Regions from separate parts of the Mus musculus genome. Here region 1 is linked to region 2. The links are chromatin contacts, called in public Hi-C maps. All regions are on one chromosome and are shown on one strand. Each heading gives the region's core, a stretch centred on a gene start, on an enhancer-like site or on the middle of the called end of the contact. The rest is flanking DNA. Distances are from core to core; before and after follow the strand shown. Region 1 holds the start of Chit1 (chitinase 1 (chitotriosidase)). Region 2 overlaps Optc (opticin).

Region 1 (6,134 bases), core at 3,179-5,678, 210 kb after region 2:
AATAAACATCCAGGCTCAGTTCAGACTTCTTGGAACGACAGGTTCCTTTTCTGGGCTGAGTCACACCTGGCCTGGAGCGTACCTATTCAGACAGGTCCCTCCCCATCAAGTGCCGCTTGGGACCAAAATGGAGGTCTTCCTCCCCCTGCTGGTCACTTTGAGAACATACCCCAAGATGGGCCCATTAAAAGCTGGGAAAAGTCTCACTCTATGGAGAAGATGAAGGATGTAGGCGCCCAGTGATCTCTTTCTTTTTATTTTAGGAGGCAACAGTGAGTTCTGCCCATCCTTCCAAAGTTAGGCGTCCTCTCTCTGCTGTATGAAAGAGATGCTGGTGTTCAAAGTGCTCACAGAGAGTTACAGGCAGCTCATGTGTCAGCCTCCTTCCAGATCTTGCCCTATCAGCCAACACTCCTCTTTTCATTTAAAAGTTATCATCATCACCATCACCATCACCATCATCATCACCTCCACCACTACCACCACCAACACCACTATTATTTATTTGTTTGCACATATCTGTGAGGACCAGAAGACAACACTTGGAGCCAATTCTCTCTTCTCACCATGGACCCTGGGAATTCATCTCAAGTTTTCAGGCTTGGTAAGCAAATGCCTTCAAGTTCAGGTTACTCACCGAACCATAGCCCTACTCCCCGGCACTTTTCATTTTAGTTTATTTACAGTGTACGTGTTTGTATGTGTGCGCTCACATAAACATAACACAGTGGAAGGGCGAGGGGTCAGAGAAAACTTTGGTTCTCTACTTCCGTCGTGCGGGTCCCAAAGTCCTTTCTGCCATGTGGGCCCCAAGTATCAAACTCGTCATCAGGTTACCTTAGGCATCTTTATCTACTAAACCATCTCACTTGCACCAACTCCCTTCTTAATTCCACCCCATCCCGGCCAGCTCTGAACCATTTCCCTATTCCAATCCCATTCTGCCAGGAACAGCTGAGGTGAGCAGACATCGATCATTGCTGACTGACTACTCATGAGGTGGGTGGAGACAGGAATCCACAGAAAAAGCCCCTAACAGACCAAGGGCCTGTAGGGGGTACTTAAGTCTGGGACAAGAGGTTGTGACATCTCTCCCATGAAGAAGCTTCCATCCAAGGGCAGTGGGGTTGGGGGGCACCCCAGATGACCAGGGAGCACTGAAGTGCATATCACATACCCAGGGCATGGCTGGAGGTCACGTAGAATCTCCTCAGAGAGCGTGGGCCAGGCCTGTCTTTACCAGGGGACTCCTGGGCACCTTCCCTCTGTGCTCAGCATGCCCAGGGCCATGAGGCCGCTCGTGTCTCACACAGTCGGGACAGAGCACACGTGCTGCTTTTCATGGGACTGGCTGTTTGGTCTCTGCTCGCTGGACCTTCATCATCAGTAAGTGCTTTGACTGAGTTAGGGGCTGGCTCTCCCCACTCCTATCTAGTCCTGGCTACCTGCAGCATGGGCTCCAAGTTGGGACGTCATATTACCTCTCCAGGGACCTTTGTAGGCTGTGTGTCTGCTGGAGTGAGTGACACGCAATCCTCAAGGCTCCTGTTGTCACCTAGGAGAGGGTTTCTTTTGGTCACCTTTCCTCCTTGGTTCTCTCGTATAGTCAAGAGCCACCCTAGAATAGATCAACCTGACACCCAGGGAACCCGGGGAAGATGCAGCCCAGTGATTACAGGACAAGGATCTGAAGCCATTGCCTGGGACCCGGGTCCCACTTCAGCAGATCAGTGTTATTTTGGGCAGCCAGAGCTCCATCTCTGAACCTCTGTTTCCCGACATATTGTCAGTCAGGAAAATAGTCCTTACGGCCTAGCGTTGTATAGAAACCGAATGCATCAGCACAGTGACATGGAGGAATGTGAGTACTATGTCAAAAACCAGGGTCCATAAAGGATAAACAGGATATTTTGCCAGAGTCTTAATTTTATCAGAGAGGGGGAGGGGCTCCCTTTGGAAGTAAACCAGAAAAATGTACAACTTCAAATAAATGTTGAAGAAGATATGACCTAAGAAAGATTTCTGGGCTCTACTCTAAACTTGTGAACAAGGATTGTCTGGCCAAAGGTTGATGTCTGCCTCTGGAAATCTTTAATAGACGCATGTGAGACTCTGATGCCCACCAAGAGCCGGCTCTGAGCCGAGAGTGCACAATATACTCCACTCTCGGCTTCTGCCCCTGGCTGGCTTTCAGATGCCTGAGACCCTTCTGAGAGCATCTCAGCACAGTGGATTCACCAGGGTAGCCTGCCTCAGGATCTGTTAAGTAGACTTAGTTACAGGTCCTTATAAGGGGTGGAGGGTATCTGTTCTCTAGATTCCCAATCAGCCCTCATAAGAAGTTTCTAGAGCCGGGCGTGGTGGCACACACCTTTAATCCCAGCACTTGGGAGGCAGAGGCAGGCAGATTTCTGAGTTGGAGGCCAGCCTGGTCTACAATGTGAGTTCCAGGACAGCCAGGGCTACACAGAGAAACCCTGTCTAGAAAAAAACAAACAAACAAACAAAAACAAAAAACAAAAAAGCTTTCTCTTAGGCCCGTGGCGCCCGCAAGATGGGCAAGTGTCGTGGTCTCCGAACTGCCCGGAAGCTCCGCAGTCACCGACAGGACCAGAAGTGGCATGATAGACAGTACAAGAAAGCCCACTTGGGCACAGCCCTGAAGGCCAATCCGTTTGGGGGCGCCTCTCATGCAAAGGGAATTGTGCTGGAAAAAGTAGGGGTTGAGGTCAAACAGCCAAATTCTGCCATCAGGAAGCGCGTCAGGGTGCAGCTCATTAAAAACGGCAAGAAGATCACAGCGTTCGTGCCCAATGATGGCTGCCTGAACTTCATTGAGGAAAATGATGAAGTTCCGGTTGCTGGATTTGGTCGAAAAGGTCATGCTGTAGGTGATGTTCCTGGAGTCCGCTTTAAGGTGGTTAAAGTAGCCAATGTTTCTCTGTTGGCTCTATACAAAGGCAAGAAAGAACGGCCAAGATCATAAAATTTGACAATGGAAACATAGGAATAAATTTTCATATTCTGAAAAAAAAAAGTTTCTAGCTGATTCTGGGAGTCTGGTGGGGTTAAAAGTAAGAGTATGACGATGGGAATGGTCATGGTGGCTCAAGAGAAGTCATCGCACATCCCAGACTATCTGGGTTTGGAAGAAGAGGGGCTGGGGGTGAGTGAGGGTGGGTGGGTGGGTGGAGGTGGGTGTTGTGTATGTATGTTCCAGACTCCACTACGTACTGTACGTACTGTGCTTCTGAGGCTCCAGTTAACAGTCTTCTCATGGTAAGATACATACATCTTCCAGTATTCCCCACCACACACACACACACACACACACACACACACACACACACACACAAAACCCTGGAGGACTACATTTCCCAGACTTCCATCCACTTAGGTATGGTCATGTGACTGGGTTTGTCCAATTAGCAGCAAATGAATGTATCAGGGCAGTTTCTTCTTTTTAGTTTGTTTCTTTGAGATTCACCACCCCCCACACACACGGTTGGCCATATGACTATGAAGTCAAGGACAAGTCTAAAACTACCTAGCTGCTCTGTGTGTGTGTGTGTGTGTGTGTGTGTGTGTGTGTGTGTGTGTGTGTGTTGGGGATTTGAGTCTGAGGGTTCTTATGCCCACACTCCCCTACCATAGTATGTGGGTTTGAGTCCCTCTGTGTTCCTCTGTACCTTCATCAGCTATTGCATGAGAAACATTACAGCCATCTCTGCTTAAGGATGGAAATCATTGTGCCATTGGGTGCTTCTCCTATTGAGCAAACAATAGTGTGTGCCTACTCACGCCTAGATGATGTCAGTCAGCTGCCCTGCCTGTCAGCTACCCTGCCTGGCCTCTTGCTGTAGTCAAGAGATATGGTAACCGTGAGCTGGATGGGGTGGCATACTCAGGACGTAGCAACATATGGCTTGTAGCAAGCTTTAAAAAAAAAATAGCAGCAGTTAGGGGCTGGAGAGTTAGCTCAGTGGTTACGGGCAATGTTTGTTCTTCCAGAGGATCTGGGTTCAATTCCCAGCGCCCACATGTCAGCTCACAATTGTCTGTAACTCCAGTTCCAGAGGATCTGACATCTTCAGACAGGCAGGCAGACCAAAAAACCAATGCTCACAAAATAAAAATAAATAAATTGGAAAAAAAAAAAAAGCTGGGTGGTGGTGGTGACACAGGCTTTTCTTTAATCCCAGCACTCAGGAAGCAGAGGTAGGCAGATCTCTGTGAGTTCAGGTCTTCAGCTAGAGTTTGAGAATAACCAAGGTTACACAGAGAACCCTTGTCTCATAAAAACAAAGCCAAACTGTGGTAGTGTGGATTGGCCCAGGGAGTGGCATTACTAGAAGGTGTGACCTTGTAGGAAGAAGTGAGTCACTGTAGTGGTGGCCTTTAAGATCCCCCTAGAGGCCGGAGGATGTCAGTTTCTCCTGACTGCAGTTGGAACAAGTTGTAGAGCTCTCGGCTCCTTCTCCAGCACCAAGTCGGCCTAGACAGTGCCATGCTTCTCACCATGATGATGATGGATTAAACCGCTGAAACTGTAAGCCAACCCCAACTAAATGCTTGCTTTTATAAGAGTTGCCTTGTCTCTTCATAGCAGTGGAAACCCTAACTAAGACAGAAGTTGGTACCAGAGACTGGGGTATTGCTATGATAGGCCTGACCATGCTTTTGTTTGGAGGGTGATATGAATGGTGCAGACCTTGCTCAAGGGGTTTCAGAGGAGAGGAATTTTAGTATGTTGCTTGGAGAACATTCTTATGAAGTTATGCTGAAGAACGTGGCTGCTTTTTGCCCTTGTCTGAAGAGTCTGCTTGAAGCTAAGGCGAAGGCAAAGAAAGAGAATCAGATTAATTGCATTGACAGAAGAAGTCTCAGAAAAGCCCAGCATAGACTTTGTCCTCTGGTTCGCTCCCATGAAGAGTGTTTTGATCAAGTGTAGCAAGCTTAGAAAGGAAAAATACAAAATGGGCATCGGGAAGTGCGATGTAGGTAAATCCTGTGTTTGAGGAGATAAACAGATTAAGGGAGTGGTGATTTTCAGCAAGCTACGCTTATTGCTTGTGTGTTTGCAGTTGAACAACAGATAGTTAACCTTGTTGAGACTGCTATTGACTATGGGGACTTTTGAAGTTGGACTAAATATATTTTGCATTCTGTTAATCTGGGTATGGCCTCCATAGACTCATATGTTTGAACAAGTTTATGGGGCTAGGGGGTAGAATGTGGTGGTTTGGATATGCTTGGTGCAAGGAATGGCACTCTTAGGAGAGGTAGAGGAAGTGTGTCACTGTGGGGGGTGAACTTTGAGACTCTCCCCCAAGTGACCTGAGGATGCCTTTCTTGACTGCAGTTGGAACAAGATGTAGAACTCTCAGGCCCTTCTCCATCACTATGTCTGCCCACATGCTGCCATGCTTCCTACCATGATGATAATGGATTAAACCTCTAAAACTGTAAGCCAGCCCCAGTTAAATGTTTGCCTTTATAAGAGTTGCCTTGGTCATGGTGTCTCCTCACAGCAACGGAAACCCCAACTAAGACACAAACAAACAAACTAGTAGACCTGTGCCCTAAAATGACAATTAAAATAAATCATAACCGATGTGGCCAGAGCTTTCACTTGTCCACCTAATAGACAATGCCCAGACAGCTATCATCACAGAGTCTCAGGGGGCTGGTGGGTTTAGAATTGAGTGTCACATGCAGGAATCAAGGACTTTACTGTGCTGGTTGAGGCAGGGAACCACACCATGGAAAAGAAGCCATGGGTACACAGTAGCTCTAGAAAGAGGTCATTCTCTGGGGCTTCCCTCCTGCCCACAAGCAGCACAGCCAAGCCCTCCATCTGTGCCACTGTGGGGCTGTAAGGAACCAGGAAACAGCACTGACTCCCACTCACTCCATAACCAATACCCGGGGGGTGCAGAGAAAGAGGCTCCATTTTAACCATCAATATACTTGTTTGTTTTAAAAATCCTGGGGCTGGAGATGGCTCAACAGTTAAGAGAGTCACGCTTGCTCTCATGTCATGTAGAGTAACAGAGTTCAGCTCACAGCAGCCACAACAGTGCAGCCCATAGCTGCATGTAGCTCTAGCTCTAGGGGATCCAGTGCCCTTTTCT
Region 2 (6,885 bases), core at 1,159-3,658:
CACTTAGATAACTTCAGGGTAGGGGAAACTTGTGGGGAAGTGGCAAGTTTTGAGAGTTCGTTCCAGTTGTTTTCAGTATAATACATTTAACTGCAAGGTTATATAATTTAATTTTTCATAATGGCTGTGTTTAACAACTGAACTGCAAAATTCTGGAAAATGTAATTATCAGTCCTGTCAGCCTACCAGTCAGAAAGACCAGGCTTCAGCACACTGATGATTCTCCTCCCCCTCCCTCCTTCCCTCCCTCCTCCCCTCCCTCCTCCTCTCCCTCGTCCCCCTCCCTCCTAGCTTCTGTCCCTCCGCTGCCTCCTCTTCCATCCCTTTCTTTCATGGTTCTCCTGGAATTCTGTGTGGGAAGATGGGTGTGGAGAGTGTGGAAAAGATCTCTGCTGTGGATGCTGCTGTTCTCTGAGTCAGGAACCATAAGGTGTAGGGAAAGAGGAGGGCGAAATGCAAATTAAGTGGCTGAAGGCCCTGTCTGTCTGTCTGTCGGTCTGTCTGTGTCTGTCTGTCTGTCTGTCTCTCTCTCTCTCTGTCTCTGTGTGTGTGTGCGTGCGTGTTGTGCAATTTTGCAGCTGTGGCTCACAGGCTGCCTGGAACTTGGGCTACAGATGACTTTCTGGGTGCAGGTAAATAGTGCTCCCTCAGTGAGCCTCTTAGCACCATCTGGGAAGAGAAGAGCAGTGGCCCTAGGTGAAGTGGCCCACAGGGAGCCGTGGCAGGCAAAAATAGGCCTCTGGGAAAAGGCTCAGGTTGATGGGGTTCCCGTCCAGGCGGATGTCTTCCAGCTGCCGGCGCTCATGTCTGTGTTCCCCGGTGTCACAGAAGGTGTCGCTTTCCATGGTCTCGATCATGTTATTCTGGAAGGAGCAGCACGCATTGAAGGCTCACAGCCTCCTGTGCAGCTGGAGAAGAAGCTAAAGTAGGTGGAGCTGAGGCCACACAGGGCAAGAAGAGGATACTTGTGGAGAGTGAAGAGAGAGTAAAGAAATTAGAAAAGATAAGAGTAGAAGGAGGGAAGTGGGGAGGCCCTAACGGGATGAGATGAGACGGGAGGTAGGCATAGCAGGGCCCTAAGGCAGGTGAAATACCAATAGGTAAGGGGAGGTGATGTTTTAAAAAGGAGTGGAGAACATCACTTCCATGGCCACGTTCTGCATTCCCCTGTTATCTGCCTTTGACCGACTGCACACACTATATTTTTATCCTTGGTCTGGTTAAGGCTGCTCACCTGCAGGTGCAGAGAGCGCAGGCTGAGGGGCAAAGGCCCAGGGATGGAATCCAGCATGTTGTTGGCCAGGTAGAGAAACTGCAGCTTCTTCAGCGCCTATAGGGACATAAAGAATGGGAGACCCGTGGGTCATGTCAAGCTCTTGGCACGAAGAAGTGCCCCAGTAGGCCAGCATCAGGTGGTCCAATTGGTGGGGTAGAGTTGTCTCTGCCTGTATGTCTGTCTGTCTCTGTCTCCCTTCCTTCTCCACAGTCCTACTTTGTACTTTAGGCTGACCTGGAATTCTTTATCTATTCCAGGCTGGCCTCAGTCTTGTGGTCCTCCTCCTCCATCTTTCTGAGTCCTACATCACCAAGCCCAGCTGAGGATGCTGCCTCTTTAAGGGGCTTGCAAATCCTAACTTCATTTGGATGCTGAAGGGGGAAGGGAAGCTGCTGTCCTTGAGAGCAGGCAGCTGGGTAACATACAGGAACCTTTAGAACAGGCTGGGAGGAGCTGGGACCAGGTAAAAACAAGGACCGTGGGACATTTCAGCTCAGTCTCAACGTCTCTGTCACCGGTGAAAAGTCTCCCAAATGTCCCACTCAGAGTGGCTGTGAAGAGCATGCTCAAAACCTGAGGCACACGCATGTGAGCTTAACAGCACTGTCAGAATCAGGAAAGGCTGATCTGAGAGGAACATAGGGAAGAGAGCAGCCTGCGGGGGCTCAGAGAACATTGAGGAACAAGACACCTCTTCCCAGAGCACCCACTACCTGCATTTAGCCATCCTGTGATCTGTGCAAACGCTGGGTCTGTTCAGTCCTGCAGCGGCTGTGTCGAGTGGGCCTCATCACCCTTGTTTTGTAGACGAGGAAACAAGATCAGAGGTGACTCACTCAGTGAGCTCAGGTCCTAGGGCTGCAAAGCCCCTGCCTTTTCTTGGCCAAGAAAATAGGGCTGAGTGAAGGCAGAGAAGCACCTCCTAATATGGAAACAGTCGATGTTTCGAGGGCTAGAACAGCCAGAGACCTCCCTGTACGGACAATCCCAGTACTTCCTGCACAGCCAAGAAAGCTAATGTGTGCAGGTTTTGCATCCCACCAGGGGCCCGGAGCCTGTTCTCTGGGCCCTCTGTAGGCCCACAGCACACAGGAGACAGGGAGCGAGGATGTTTGTGAAGAAGAGCACAGGCTGAGGAGCACACAGCTCTTGGTGAGCACAGCGATGATGGCCTGTTATTTCTGTACTCAGGGAGCTGAGGTAGGGGGAGAATGAGTTTGAGGGCATCCTGGACTACATAACAAGACCCTTGTTCACACACACACACACACACACACACACACACACACACACACACACTATGGTAATTTTTTTTTTTTACTATTTATCTATTTGATACTTCTAAATATGAATTGGCTTGCAAAAATGAGCCTACATGATTGAACACTGCTTACTTTAAGGACAGGAATGCATTCTGAGAAATGTGTCATTGTGAAATTACTTACACAAACCAAGAGGGCTAGATGACTCTTGTCTTAGGGGCTACAAAGTTACAGATGACTCTGTCTTAGGGGGTCACCACCATGCATGTAGTCCAGTAGTGATAGAAATGTTGTTGTTGTATGGTTTGACTGTACTTCAAAGAGACAGAGGCTGCACACGAGCAACTGGTCTTTGAAGGCCCTTCCCAGGTGCTGCAGCCAGCAAGTTGGGACATATCAGTCTTGTCTATTCTCCCATTGTCTTCAGTGGAGGATAGCCTGGGCTCTGGCTAGCCCTGTTCCTTGGGTAGCCCTATAGGATCACATTTGTGTCAAATGATTCGAATCTAGCCAGTAACCCCTTGTAGTGGTTTGAATAAAAATAGCCTGCCTAGGCCCATGATGTTCTTAGGAGGTGTGGCCTTGTTGGAGGAAGTGTGTCACTGTGGGCTTTGAGCTTTCAGAAACTCAAGCTAGACCTAGTGGCTCACTCTCTCTTCTTGTTGCCTGCCAATTTGGATGTAGGACTCTCAGCTCCTCCTCCAGGACCATGTCTGCCTGCATGCCACCATGCATCTGACCTATAATCAAACCCCCAGTTAAATGTTCTCCTTTGTAAGAGTTGCCGTGGTCATGGTGTCCCTTCACAGCAACAGAAACCCTAACTAAGACACGCATCAAGTTGTGTCTCTTGTGAATCTGACCATGGAGAGTCACTGACTATTTAGAGGTAGACTTCAAAGCCATTAAGATGGATTGTAGGAGTTGGAATCAGAGTGAGCTCCACAGACAAACTGGAATTTTCAAGGACAGAGTGGATGAGCTGGTCTGGGGCGCTGGTACAAAGAGGAGCAAATGCGTAGATAAAGGCCAACGCTAGAGCAGCATCCTCACAGAGGGGAGGGGGAGCTGCCGGCACTGGCTTCTTGTGTTCTGCCCCCATGAACAGGATCCTGGGGCCTGATAGCACCAGGTTTCCTATTTGCAGAGGGTGTAGACACTACCAAGATGGCATGATGTAAAACACCCTTTTCTAGAGAATGTTTAATAAACCATACATGGAAAAAGGAAAAAAAATGGGAATTGATTTTTGGCTCTAGACAAGAGTGGAGCATGAACAGCTGTGAGGTCAGGGTACATGAGAAGGGTGCACTTCGTACGGCAGACTGATGTCCTGACTCACCACGAATGCCTCAGGCTGTATCCCAGAGCTCTGCAGCCGATTCAGGCGGACGTCCAGGAACTCAATGCCACTGGGCAGCACAGGCAGGGCTGCCAGCTGGTTCTCTGGAAGGATCAGATCCTGCAGGGCAGGCAGCAGGCGGAGGGCATCGTTGTGGATGGAGGAGATGGAGTTGCCAGAGAGGTCGATCCTTCTCAGTTTTGCTGGTGGATGTTGGGAGAGAACACAGGGTGAAACTGGAGCATCTATCCCTCCTGGCCCCGTGTGGGCTGTGCTGCCTCCATAACTTGGCCCATTCTTTGCAAGGGAGTTCTAACTAGCTCACCTCCTGCACCAAGTCCAGACCACAAGAAATGAGGCCAAATCAGATCTCCTTTTAGAAAAAACATGGCATTCCACAATAACTTTCTCGAGAGCTTTGGTTCTATGGTAGTTAACCTACCTTAAAAGACTCGTTTCCACCCCCTAATTCCCACCCCCTTCTCCAAGGACAATAATCAATAAGTTCAGGAATTGCTGCATTCACCCTGCTACCCCACCTACACACTCCTGCACAGCTTACTTTACATGGAGGACCCAAAAGGCTATCAACAATGTGAGGTAGAAGCTGGAGGCCAGCTCCTGCCTTCCACCTCAAACAGAGAATATGCTAGGAAGTAGCAAATCAAAGAAATAGTAAAAAGCTTGTTAAAGGCATCAGGGCCATAGAGAAGAAGCTTAGGGGAGTCTAACCCAGAGGCCAACTGTGGGAGGCCAGGAGGGAGGTCTGTCCCAGAGGCCAACAATGCTGGAACCTTTTGGAAATGTTGCCTCGAACAGACCTTCCTTTTCCTGTGCCCCAGATCTTTCATGAGAAGAACTGGCTACTTCTGCCTGCCATTTTAAAATCTTAAAGGAAAGGAACTGGAAGAATTGGGGCCTCTGTCCCTTTGACAGCCAGGAGCTCGTGTCTGTACCCTGGCAGTCCTCTCTGCCTTGCCATCACCCTGTCTCGAAGCCTAACTCACTCAGCCCTTTGAAGTCTCCAGCCTGGATGTGGCTGATGTGGTTGAAGCGAGCATATAGGTAGGTGGTCATCTGGGGAAGAGGAGGGATGTTCTCCAGGTCTGCATCATCACAGTAGACAGAAGAGCCAAGGCACACACAGACCAGGCAGGTAGGCAGGCCTGGCCGAGTAGAAGACAGAACAGAGGGAAAGCTCTGGTCAGACTCTCTTCAGGCTTCTGTGGCCAGTGATCTTTGCCTCAGTGGATGTCTAAGCCATGGGCATCTGTGGCCCTTAGATGGATGGTTTTCTCCCCCCAGAATCACCCAACACAATGCACCCAGGCAACACTCATAGTTGCTCTCAGTCCTGGCTTAAAAGAGGATTCACCTAACTATCACTCAATGCAAGGCTCCTTGGTGCTTTCATCAGACCCTGATCCTTTTAAGTTCTGAGTTTATGTGGCTCTTTCTAGGACCTCTGTCTATCTCTTTTCCAGAGGACTCTTCTCTAGTGTCAAAAGGTACAGTGTAGATGGAAAAAGCTAGAATTATATGGAGTGGTCAATCGTTGCTGTCTCTGTCTTTGGAAGAGGAGCTGGCCATGTTCTATGTGGATTCAGGAAGCATAGCAGAGCTAAGGTAGAACGGACCGTGCCTGCTTAGCATCTGTTCCCTCTTGGGATGTCATCAGTATCCTGATTTTACACTGGAGAACAGCCCTGGCCTCTTCTCTGTCCCGAGTGCTCTCTCTGCACCCAATGGTCAAGAAATTCAGACAGCTGACCAATGTTAGTGTCCCTGGCTATCACAAGAGCTCAGAGATGACTTAGAGGGAGGCTTGTATCCAAAAGGCACCAGAAGAAAGTTCACAGTCCAGAAAATGAAGCAGCAGGAGGGACAAGCCAGGGCAGGGGACCGAGGCTCTGTGCCCTTCTTCTTCCAAGGCTAAGAAAGGCAGGTGTGACTGAGACCCTTTATGGTCTCTTCAGGTCTGAGACTATAGCTATGAGAATGGACTTCCCATGGCCATCCCCACTTCAGTAGCCCAGGTCCATGCTGGCGAATATCCTAGAGGAGAACAGGACACCGAGCACCAGCAATTCCTGAATAAGCTTCATTCCTCCTGGGTCCCAGGCTTTTGATCAGAGTCAGGGGTGCTGCATCCCAGTCTCAAGGGAAGGAGGAAGGCATTGGGGGAGGGGCTGAGGGGTGCTAACAAGGGGGAATTTGAAACTGAAGCTAGTGTCTCTGCTTCATTTGCTCCCATGCCAAGTGACAGCCACAGTTACTTATTCTCCTCTCTAGGCTTTTAATCATCTCTAATCTAATTACCACTCAAACTGTTCCCCCAAGTGATGCTGTTAATTAAGGTAGGGTGGCTTCGCTAAGGTGTAGGAGTGCTTGCTTGCTTGCTTTGCGTCCCACTCAACTTGTGCATAATATTTATACAAAAGTATCAGGGACAGCCGGCCACTCCCCCTTTATGGTGGTGGTGCTTGGTTTTACCATGACAACCTCTCCTTCTTTTCCTGCTCTCAGAAGACAACCCAGACCCAGGACCCCCTGGCCTTAGCCCTCACCACACCCCACTGTAGAACTGCCTGGTGCTAGCTTAAGGTTGCTTGGCCCATGCGTGACCTATGAATACTGTGATCTTCTGATTGCACGCACTTACCATGACTGCTCTGGGAGTTTAGTAGGCCAGTGGTGGTAGGTACGGCCATCGTGAGGTTTGGTGACAATGTCTTCTGAGCCACAGTGCTAGTGGGACTAGTTCTTGTTGGAAGAGTCAGATTGCTTATTTTAGCCTGGAGATACAGCACAAAGCACACCACAGACCGGTCTATGCCTGAGAAGGACTTAACCATGACCCCTGGAAACCTCAATTACCCAGTTTAAACTCTTGCAGAGGAATAAGTGGAGGGAGGGAGATATAAAGATGGAGCAAGGAAGGGGCCTTATCGAGCAGAGCATTGAGCGACTCCATACACAGATGAAGACATTAAGGTCAAAAGAGG

Evidence for each region. A called contact is a pair of places that touch in the nucleus more often than the background predicts.
Region 1: a Hi-C map of the C2C12 cell line shows a contact between it and region 2, with 4 times the contacts expected there. The contact joins the promoter of Chit1 here to the enhancer-like site in region 2. A contact is called at or near these places in 19 of 39 promoter capture datasets (the 3T3-L1 cell line, 3T3-L1-derived adipocytes, the HPC-7 cell line and 11 more), 1 of 15 datasets of contacts at CTCF or cohesin (embryonic stem cells), 107 of 484 Hi-C or Micro-C datasets (the 3T3-L1 cell line, 3T3-L1-derived adipocytes, B cells and 62 more), 15 of 115 datasets of contacts at active chromatin or transcription factors (bone marrow-derived macrophages, craniofacial prominence, embryonic basal ganglia and 10 more) and 5 of 9 other capture datasets (adipose tissue, embryonic stem cells, liver and 2 more).

Annotation. Positions count from the first base shown.
Region 1 is chr1:134,106,814-134,112,947 of GRCm38.p6, forward strand. It overlaps Chit1 (chitinase 1 (chitotriosidase)), which reads left to right and starts at 4,429. Exons shown (of 12, transcript NM_001284525.1): 1 at 4,429-4,549. It also overlaps the pseudogene Gm8618.
Region 2 is chr1:133,897,108-133,903,992 of GRCm38.p6, forward strand. Optc (opticin) reads right to left here. Exons shown (of 7, transcript NM_054076.3): 3 at 6,543-6,675; 4 at 4,888-5,046; 5 at 3,881-4,083; 6 at 1,235-1,330; 7 at 86-863. The coding sequence ends at 693. Among named protein-coding and RNA genes, the nearest start is that of Optc, 6.6 kb to the right of the region's middle. Within about 2 kb of position 2,409, at least 22 of the 459 cell types and tissues checked have an H3K27ac peak or open chromatin away from gene starts, as enhancers often do. A contact at or near this core is called in the C2C12 cell line, CD8 T cells, Th2 cells and 3 more, where this site is marked.